Regions from separate parts of the Siniperca chuatsi genome. Here region 1 is linked to region 2. The links are chromatin contacts, called in public Hi-C maps. All regions are on one chromosome and are shown on one strand. The core of a region is the stretch at or near the end of the contact, and the rest is flanking DNA. Distances in the headings are between cores, read along the strand shown.

Evidence for each region. A called contact is a pair of places that touch in the nucleus more often than the background predicts.
Region 1: a contact with region 2 is called in a Hi-C map of skeletal muscle, with 7 times the contacts expected there. The contact joins two enhancer-like sites. A contact is called at or near these places in 2 of 3 Hi-C or Micro-C datasets (skeletal muscle and an unstated tissue).

Annotation. Positions count from the first base shown.
Region 1 is chrLG12:26,761,150-26,765,301 of ASM2008510v1, reverse strand. It overlaps LOC122885321 (a long non-coding RNA gene), which reads right to left. Exons shown (of 3, transcript XR_006380092.1): 3 at 884-1,585. Among protein-coding and RNA genes, the nearest start is that of LOC122885321, 4.8 kb to the right of the region's middle. Within about 2 kb of position 2,206, the one cell type or tissue checked has an H3K27ac peak away from gene starts, as active enhancers do.
Region 2 is chrLG12:26,725,783-26,730,240 of ASM2008510v1, reverse strand. It overlaps slc35a5 (probable UDP-sugar transporter protein SLC35A5), which reads right to left. Exons shown (of 10, transcript XM_044216239.1): 9 at 4,108-4,376; 10 at 2,564-3,601. The coding sequence ends at 3,533. ccdc80 (coiled-coil domain-containing protein 80) reads left to right here. Exons shown (of 10, transcript XM_044216236.1): 10 at 504-1,453. The coding sequence ends at 826. Among protein-coding and RNA genes, the nearest start is that of slc35a5, 9.4 kb to the right of the region's middle. Within about 2 kb of position 3,045, the one cell type or tissue checked has an H3K27ac peak away from gene starts, as active enhancers do.

The sequences.
Region 1 (4,152 bases), core at 957-3,456, 36 kb before region 2:
ACAGCTGGTAGGCAAATGTGAAATGCTTCCATTATGCGCTGTGTCACTGTGCAATAAAACAATGGTTAAAGGAGTGCGTCAACATTTTGTGAAATTAGATTTTTTGCTTTCTTACCAAGAGCTTAGTGAGAAGAACAATTTCACTTTCAGGATGACATCGCTTGCCATTACAAAAATCACATCACATACGTGTTTTCAGATTTGCCAACTCTACGGTTAAGGAGTTATCAACTATCTAATTGGTTAAGGTTAGGGAATAATCATGATCATGGTTAAAATTAAAATCTAATCCGACTTTATCCTTAAGAGGTTTTGCAGCATTAAAACAACATTACACTTTACTTCCGCCTTCGCTCATGACAGAGTAAAATCATTATTCATATGGCCACAAGAGGTCTCCTTTAGAATAACATAAATATAGGTGTTTTAAGGCTAGGCTAAGTCCACATGCTAAAGATGTAACAGAGCTATCGCTGTACTGAACACAGAGAAATTAAATATTAATATTGTTCTTCTCATCTAGTAAGACAAAATCCACATTTCCCAAAATGGTAGAGTATTCCTGTAAGACTGTCTTGTGCGATTAATAATAAAACGGAATTAAATAACTGTCAAGACAATACCATTAGCTAAACTTCAAAACAACGTACGCCAACTTACTGACAAGTTCCCATAAACAGTAATATCTTCTCAATACAGTCAAGCCTTTCTTCAGATAAAAGCCATATAAATCACCATTTGCTTTCTTCATCTGTTTATGCTTTTGGAGGAACTCAATTAGAGTTTATAGTATGCACACTGGGCAATTCCATATTTGCTCTATAGATCTGCTGGAAAGAGAATCAGAATCAGAAATACTTTATTGATCCCCGAGGGGAAACTCTTTTGTTACAGGGTTTCAGGGTTTGTCCTCACGTGAAGAAACAAACTGACAGCAGTAAAAGCAGAATGTTCCTGCCTTGATGACTGCTGAATGAACAGTCAGTTTTGAATGTGTGAAAGGGTCAGTCTCCGAAAATGAGCTTATTTCATGCACAGCGTATCACAAATTCAAGATTTCATGCGGCCCATATATGAATCGCTTTGATGATCTCAGAAACTTTAACAGAGACACGGCCATGGAAGTGTTGGTGGGGATTATGGTTTCATTTTCTCATCAGAATAGATTATTGTATGTATATCTTGTAAAATACACACACATTTTATGTAGTGTTAATATTTGGAGTGGACTGTCATGGGTATTATAAATTATTTCTGAATTGCCCTATCTCCCAGGTTAGTAGAAAGGAAATTATTTAGGCAGTCATAGCTGCAACGTCAAGTCTGTGACTCCTGGTGCATGACGCATTGCTTGTTTCCAGGACAACAAATGGCAGCTGTCATGAGGTGCAGTAGCACTTCATAGCTCTAGGATGCTGTAATAGTTAACTTCACTCCCCCACGTCTGTCTGAATCCTGTATGTAAGGTGATGTCAGTGGAAACACTGGGAGGGAAGTGCCTGTCGCCTGATTCAGCTCTGTCTCAGCTGGGGGGCGAAGGCTCGTATCGTGGGACTGGGTTTCCTCAGGTTCCAGGATGTCTGCTCTACATAGGACAACATAGGAAGAAGGAAACCTGTTACTTACATTAGCCCTAGACATTCATGATGACATCACTGGTGTAGTAAAACCTCCACAGAATAATAATAATATAACTAATGTTCAGTTAGACAAACGTTTCATAAGAACTACTTTGATATGTTTTTTGTAAACTCCTTGAATTCACTATTGGAAAAACTTCATTAGAATACACTGGAACAATGAGACAGACATGTCTCTAGGGTAAAGGGATACTATACTACTTCCCTAACAAATTGTTCAGGTCAGAGGTTCTCCTTATGATACAAACAGAACACCCAGATTCCTCAGCTGCTTCCAAACAAGGAGGGCTTTTTGGAAAAGTACCGAGAGCTTTTTGGACACCGGCCTGTTTCAACTCACAATAGGCAGAAATAGCCTTGTACTATGTTTAGCTGTGAGTTTGTTTTAAACACGTACAGTACATGTGTCAATATGGTGTGTACCTTGTCCAGGTTTGTTTTGCTCGGTTTTACACATATAGTCCAGGCTCTGTTGATTCTGGACAGATATATTTAGCTCATGGTCTCTAAAGACCTGGGTGTTGCAAAACCTGCGCTCAAATAGAAAAGCAAATGTTACAAGCTGCTGCATACTTCAGGGAGTAAAGAGTAAAGAAATTGTTTCCAATTTCCAGAGCACAGCAAGAGTCTCCAGCCATGCTAACGGCTCTGTGAGGCTTACACACTCACAATGACAATGCTACGTTTAGCAGGTATAATGTTTACCATATTCACCACCTTAGTTTAGCCAGTTAGCATGCTAACATTTGCTAATTAGCCTCAAGTACAACTTGATGCTGATGGGAATGTCATGATTTTTGCAGGTATTTGGTCATAAACCAAAGTATTACACACAATAAAATGACCTGATGACAGCATTGAGGAGACGTTAAGGGATCACCAAAGTTATTACAATTCATCCTGAGGGGGGCATGCATGTCTAAACCAAATTTCATCCCATTGTTGAGAGATTTCACTCAAAACCACAAATGTGAAACCTCATTAGGATACATCCTTTTGGAAACACAAGTATCTGTACTAAATTTAATGGCAATCCATCCAATATTTCAGTCTGGACCAAAGTGGTGGACCGACCGACTGACACACTGACATGGTCATCCTCAGAGCCAGATTGCTAGCATAAAAAGTTCCTCTATTCATACAGTCCAAATGTTAGCAATTACTGTAATGTCACTATTCTAAAACGTGATCAAAAGAAAGTAGATCAGGCAAAACATTAGCAGTTATTAAATGCTTTCAGACCTATTTTGAGACTATCTTTGTATGTCTCTTGCTTCAGTTTCAGCGAGCGATCGTGGCCATCTGTGCCATTTATGGAGCATGAAGCGGCAGACTCAGCCAGAGCCTTTCTCCGCCTCTCCTCAATCTGTCAGTCCACAACGCGCAGTCCCATCACTGAACAGAACTCATGGCTCTCATTTGCCAAACCAGCTGTGGGGCTGGCGTACTTCTTCACCAAGTGAGTCAGACACAGATGTCCCTGGAAAGAGACCCAGCGCTGAGTGGAAAACTGCAGTTTTCAACACACTGCAATTCTTGGACGTGATTTTTGACCCTGATTGATTTTATTGTGGTTTGATTTTCTAAATATTTCCTCCGATGCTCAAAACTTTGTTTTTGCAAGACAGGTTAGGTTCATTTGTCTGAATGTAGCCTCACTTTTATGTTTCCAGTTCACTTCCGCATTCTTTCTAAAACTAAGACTTTACAGACCATTTGGATGTTTTTGGTGCAGCTGTAATTCATTTTATCTTCTTGTAGTCCACCACTGGGATCCATCACCACAGCTAAGCATGGATCCCAGATCACAAACTCTCAAAGTCTGACCTATTAAGGCTCTTGATTGCTCCACATCTTTGAGATTTAACTGTATTAAACATGTGTTTTCTTCCACTACCCCCTCCTATCTGAGTGTCTCAGTGTAGAGCTCTCTCTCATCTCAACAGACCATCAGCTCCCGTCTGCGTTCCTCCAGAAAAGGATGCCTGGGAGAGAGGGATGAAAGGCCAGGAAATGACTGTGAATGGGAATAACCCACTCACTGGTGACACTCCATGAAATCCACCCGCAACAATCTTGTCGTTCAAGCTTGAGCTGCTACAGTGTGCAAGAGGGAGGGCGTTGAGAGGATAGCTGAACTGGATCCACAGCAAATCGCTTTTCCATGGTGCTTTAGTAATCTCAAATAATTGACAGCTATTTACATCGACCTTTGACTTTCCTGGTTCTAGTTCATAGTGAGGCCTGAAAATAAGCATGGGACTGACTCAAAAGTGCTTAATAATTGGCTGTGAGGGCTCATGCTGACTACTTTACTATAGTAAGTAGTTTAAATAGTAGACCTAAGTTACACCAATATTAGAGTAATATACTGTATAATACTCTATATCACATTAACTGTGAACTTAAACATACTCTTTACATCATATTCAAATGTTACTTGAAAGCTCATTTTTTGCTCAGTTCTGGTCTCAAACGATGTGATATTTTTCACACAGTCATTTGTGTAATT
Region 2 (4,458 bases), core at 1,796-4,295:
CAGGCCGGTGTTTCTGTATCCCACTTCTCATCAGTAAGACACAATATGGTAAAGAGAATGTAAGCTTAAAGGTCCACTTACTGTTCCACCGTCCATGTCCCCAGAGGAACTTCAATGATGTGTTATTGACAAGGACACTCTCCATACAACCTCACAGCTGCATAACAATGTGTGCTGCTGCTGTGACAGGAGACTAAACAGACAGAATCAAAATATGAATTATTTCTTTCATTTCGTATGACCTGGTAGATGTTGCTCAAGAGAACTCCTAATCAAACAAGGCGTAACTTTACTGGGAAAAAAGAAATGGGAGTCAGGCTTCTGCAAGACTGTAGAAACCAGAGCTGTTGCCAGTGGAGGTTTCTGCTTTTGGCATTTGAGTTCAGCGTGTGGAGGTACAGTAAATGTTAAACATGGAAAACATGGCTGTACTCTCTCTGCTGTAAGAATAAAATCTATGTCTTAAATACTTCATTCCTAACCTGAATCTCTGCTCCGTCCAGGGAGTGCTACTGTGGAGCGTGAAGGGCTGTCAGCCACCCTGGTGAAGGACATGAGGAACTACTTCCAGATCAGCCCAGAATACTTCTCCATGCTGCTTGTAGGGAAGGACGGCAACGTTAAGTCCTGGTACCCTTCACCCATGTGGTCCATGGCTATTATCTATGACCTGGTAGACTCTATGCAGCTCCGCAGACAGGAAATGGCCATCCAGCAGTCACTGGGTATGCGCTGCCCTGAGGACGAGTATGGTGGTTATGGCTACCATCAGCATGGATACGAACACGGTTACCAGGATGGCTATCACCAGGGCTACGGTTACTAACTCCTCCCTCTGCCTTGCAGCTGGTACTTGGCAGTATCGGCCCTCTTCCTTTCACCCATAACCTTTTTTAATCTTTCCTACAATCCTCCACCAGGCAGTTGGCTCAGATGGAGTGAGGTCCCTGAATGTTTTGTAGCACTTAGTGAAAGCCTCAAAACTGTTGCTTTCACCTATCCAGTTCTTTGAGATATATATAGCATAGTATGCTGCAAGTAATGGTAATTTTTGCAAGGGGCTTTAATCAGAGCCGGTTAGTCAACAAACGTGTAGATGAGCCGGGAGGTTCAGGGATCTGTTGTGGACTTAGTTTTTGTTTTATGGATTTGTCATTTCTGACTTCAAACAAAGAGTGTTTTGCACGTTATTATATTATTCCTCTCCTTCACTTGCATTCCAGGTCAAATTTACATAGTCATGTCATCAGCACAGACCTTTATTTTGTAGATAATGGGCTAAAATAAGACATATATGTATTTATTGGACATCTGTTGCATTTGTGCAGTTATTGATTATTATATGAAAATAAGCTGTCACATTATTTCTCTTTTGTAAAGTTTCTGTTGCTATACAATGTTCTTATTTATACTCTATTGTGCTATATGACAAATAAACATTTGTTTACTACCAGTAATGGTCTCTGAATTGCTTGCTGTGCACAGTTTATCAATGCTCACCTGCAATGTTTCAGTCGAAACTTAAGCAGTGCAAGAGTCTTTTAAGCTACATCTCCTCCTAGTGGCCTAATAAGATGATGAAGGGAAATACTTTGGCCATTATTGGCCACATAATAATGAATGCAAGAATCAAACAAAAGACCCGCACACTGTACTAATAGCTCCCGTCAATGTTTACTGAGCAACGTTTCGATCTAATGGAGATCTTCGTCAGGCATTGCTCAGTAAACACTGACGGGAGCTATTAGTACAGTGTGCGGGTCTTTTGTTTGATTCTTGCCTTCAGTTTGCTTTTTGACCCAGCACCTGTTTAAAAACAATTGGGGTTTTTTTGGTGTGTGTACCCTACACCCTTTTTGTCTCATGTAAGAATGAAGACAACCCTGTCATATATTAAGAAACATGTGTGCTGTACTACAGTGGTAATGAAAAATAATAAAGATGGCTTTCAACTTCCTTAACCTCATGGTCCCTTTAGTGGGTCTGTTATTAGCAACCCATATTGTGCAGCCAAGAACTGAAAATTGTTTTCCTCCGGGATTTCCAAACATAAAACATACAAAATTCAGCTTAAATGTGTATGTAATGATGTAGCTGCTTTTGGGTAATAATATTTTACTTTATGTTGTAATATTTCACTAAACATTAACACAATGTTGATTTAATGAAGCTCTGGAACATTCCAGGGGAACAAAAATCATAGTTACACAATGATAATACAACGAGGTTCATCACTTCTTTCCCAACTGCCTCCTCTTTATCGTATCTTCTACTTGTCTTCTCTTCCTCCTTCTTCCTGGTCCATCCTCTCCTGCCATCAGTTTTCATCCACAATCATTCTTTTCTTTTTTCACTTCTCTGTACTCTCCTGTTTCCCAACACTACTTTACCTTTCGTCCCCACCCTTGTCAGCATATCTATGGTCCCTTTCTTCCCTCAGATCTCCACCTCCTCTGCCATACTGCTATTGCTACGTGTGAATTTAAATTCCATTACTGTCACTTATATTTAGACAAAATTAAAGCCCTTTACTTGCAGTTGATTTCAGAACAACTAACATTCATACATGTTAAAATTTAATGGCACAAACAAGAATCTTAAAAGAAATACATTTCATAGTATTTCACAGCTGCAATACATCAATACTAGTCATGTTACAAAAAAAAAATGTTCAAGGCCAAGAACCAAGAGCCAGTTTGTTGTGCTTTCAGAAATTCAGGCATACTAACTGGTCTATTATGTCAATGCTCTGATTCTGGTTCATGTTTAATAAAATACACTGAGTGAGCAGAAAAATAGAAAGCCCTGTGCACTGTAATGGAAACACAGTCCTGTTGTGTGTGTACATTTCTGGTAACGTATAATTTACAATTACATGGAAATGTTTGAATAGGTTGTGGATGTGTACTGGACTGTTGCTTAAGTTTTCCACAGTGTTTAAATATTGACCATAGATTGAATAAACACTTCTTTTACACAATGCCAACAACAATTCAAAACAGAACAAATCCATATACAATCATAAAACTGTCTGAAATGTGCAATGCAGTGCAGTGAGATAACTTCTGTTATGAAATGGTGCTATATAAATACAATTGAATTGAAATTTGGCTGCTGGTCATTAAAACAATCAATCACCTGCAAGCAGTCAAACAGCTGCACATACAACAGGAATCAGAGGAAAGAAACTATCCATATCAGAAAACCTTAATGATCCCAAAAACAGTGACAATTATTTCCCAGCACATATATTGATTTATCTTCCACTACACTGATGACAGCACTCATACACAGACAGGCACATTTCAAAATATAAACAATAGCCTTAGTTATCACAAGTGTCCGACACAGTTCATCAGTCCATCAACACTGTCTGTCACTGTTTAAACGCTGACAGTCATTCAAGTAAATGCTTTGACAGGTAGAATCTGAGACCATGCTGCGTCAAAGAGAACAAGTCTATAGTGCAGCTTAATATCAGCTGCAGTGAAGAAGAAAATGTTCTGTCTTGTAGAAGAGCCATAACTCAGTACTACAAAGACTCCTCCTCAGATTCACTGTCTGTGTTGGGCTTTGTCAGGAGCTCCAGCTCCTCGCCGTCCTACGACAGAAAACACAAAGAGCAAATCAGAATACATGCAGAAGTGGTGAAATCCAGTGGACAAACCTGCAGACACAAAGGCCTTTCTAATATTAACATCTAAGTATCATCACCAAACACCAACTTTCTAAGTTGGCCACTGGTCATGGAAACAACCTCAAAGTCCCACTAACTCCAGGACAGTGTCCTCATAAGGCCCCCATAGACATCTGTTCTGTTTAATAGCTTCCTCTTTCAAAATCCAATAGACCACATTGACCTAATGAAAGGCACCAGCATGAGTCTGAATGCTGTTTACAAGGGAATCAGGTTTCCTCCTGCATTGAAGAAATCACATTATAGAGAAATGAGAGCCAAGTTTCCTACAGAGAACTCGGTATGTGTGTGGGAGGAGAGGACCCTTACCCCCTTACCTGGAGGTAAGGCGAGTGACGCTGGGTGGAGGAGTGTGTGGGCTTGTGTGCGTGACTAGTGAAGGTTTGTGGTTTTTGTGGTTTGCTCCCTACCCCTCTGGACCTCTCGAACACCTCTCCGTTGATGACCCGCAGTTTTTCCTGCTGCAGGCTGTATTCCAGGTCCTTGGGCCGGCTGGCGTTGTAGATAAAGATGGCCAGCAGGACCATGGGAGCCTGGAGGAAGAAGTCCAGCGAAGGGCGGAAGTCGAAGAGGAAGAGGGAGAGGGCAGTAACTAGAACAGTGGTGATCTGGCCTGTCAGCACATGGAACATGTTGTCTCTGAATTTCAAGATGAAGGCCACAGATAAACCCAGGGCAGCTGGGGAGAAGACAGAGAAGAGTGTGAGTTTTTCAAATGCGCACTTTAAATTTCATATATTATTCATACACATTCATCCATT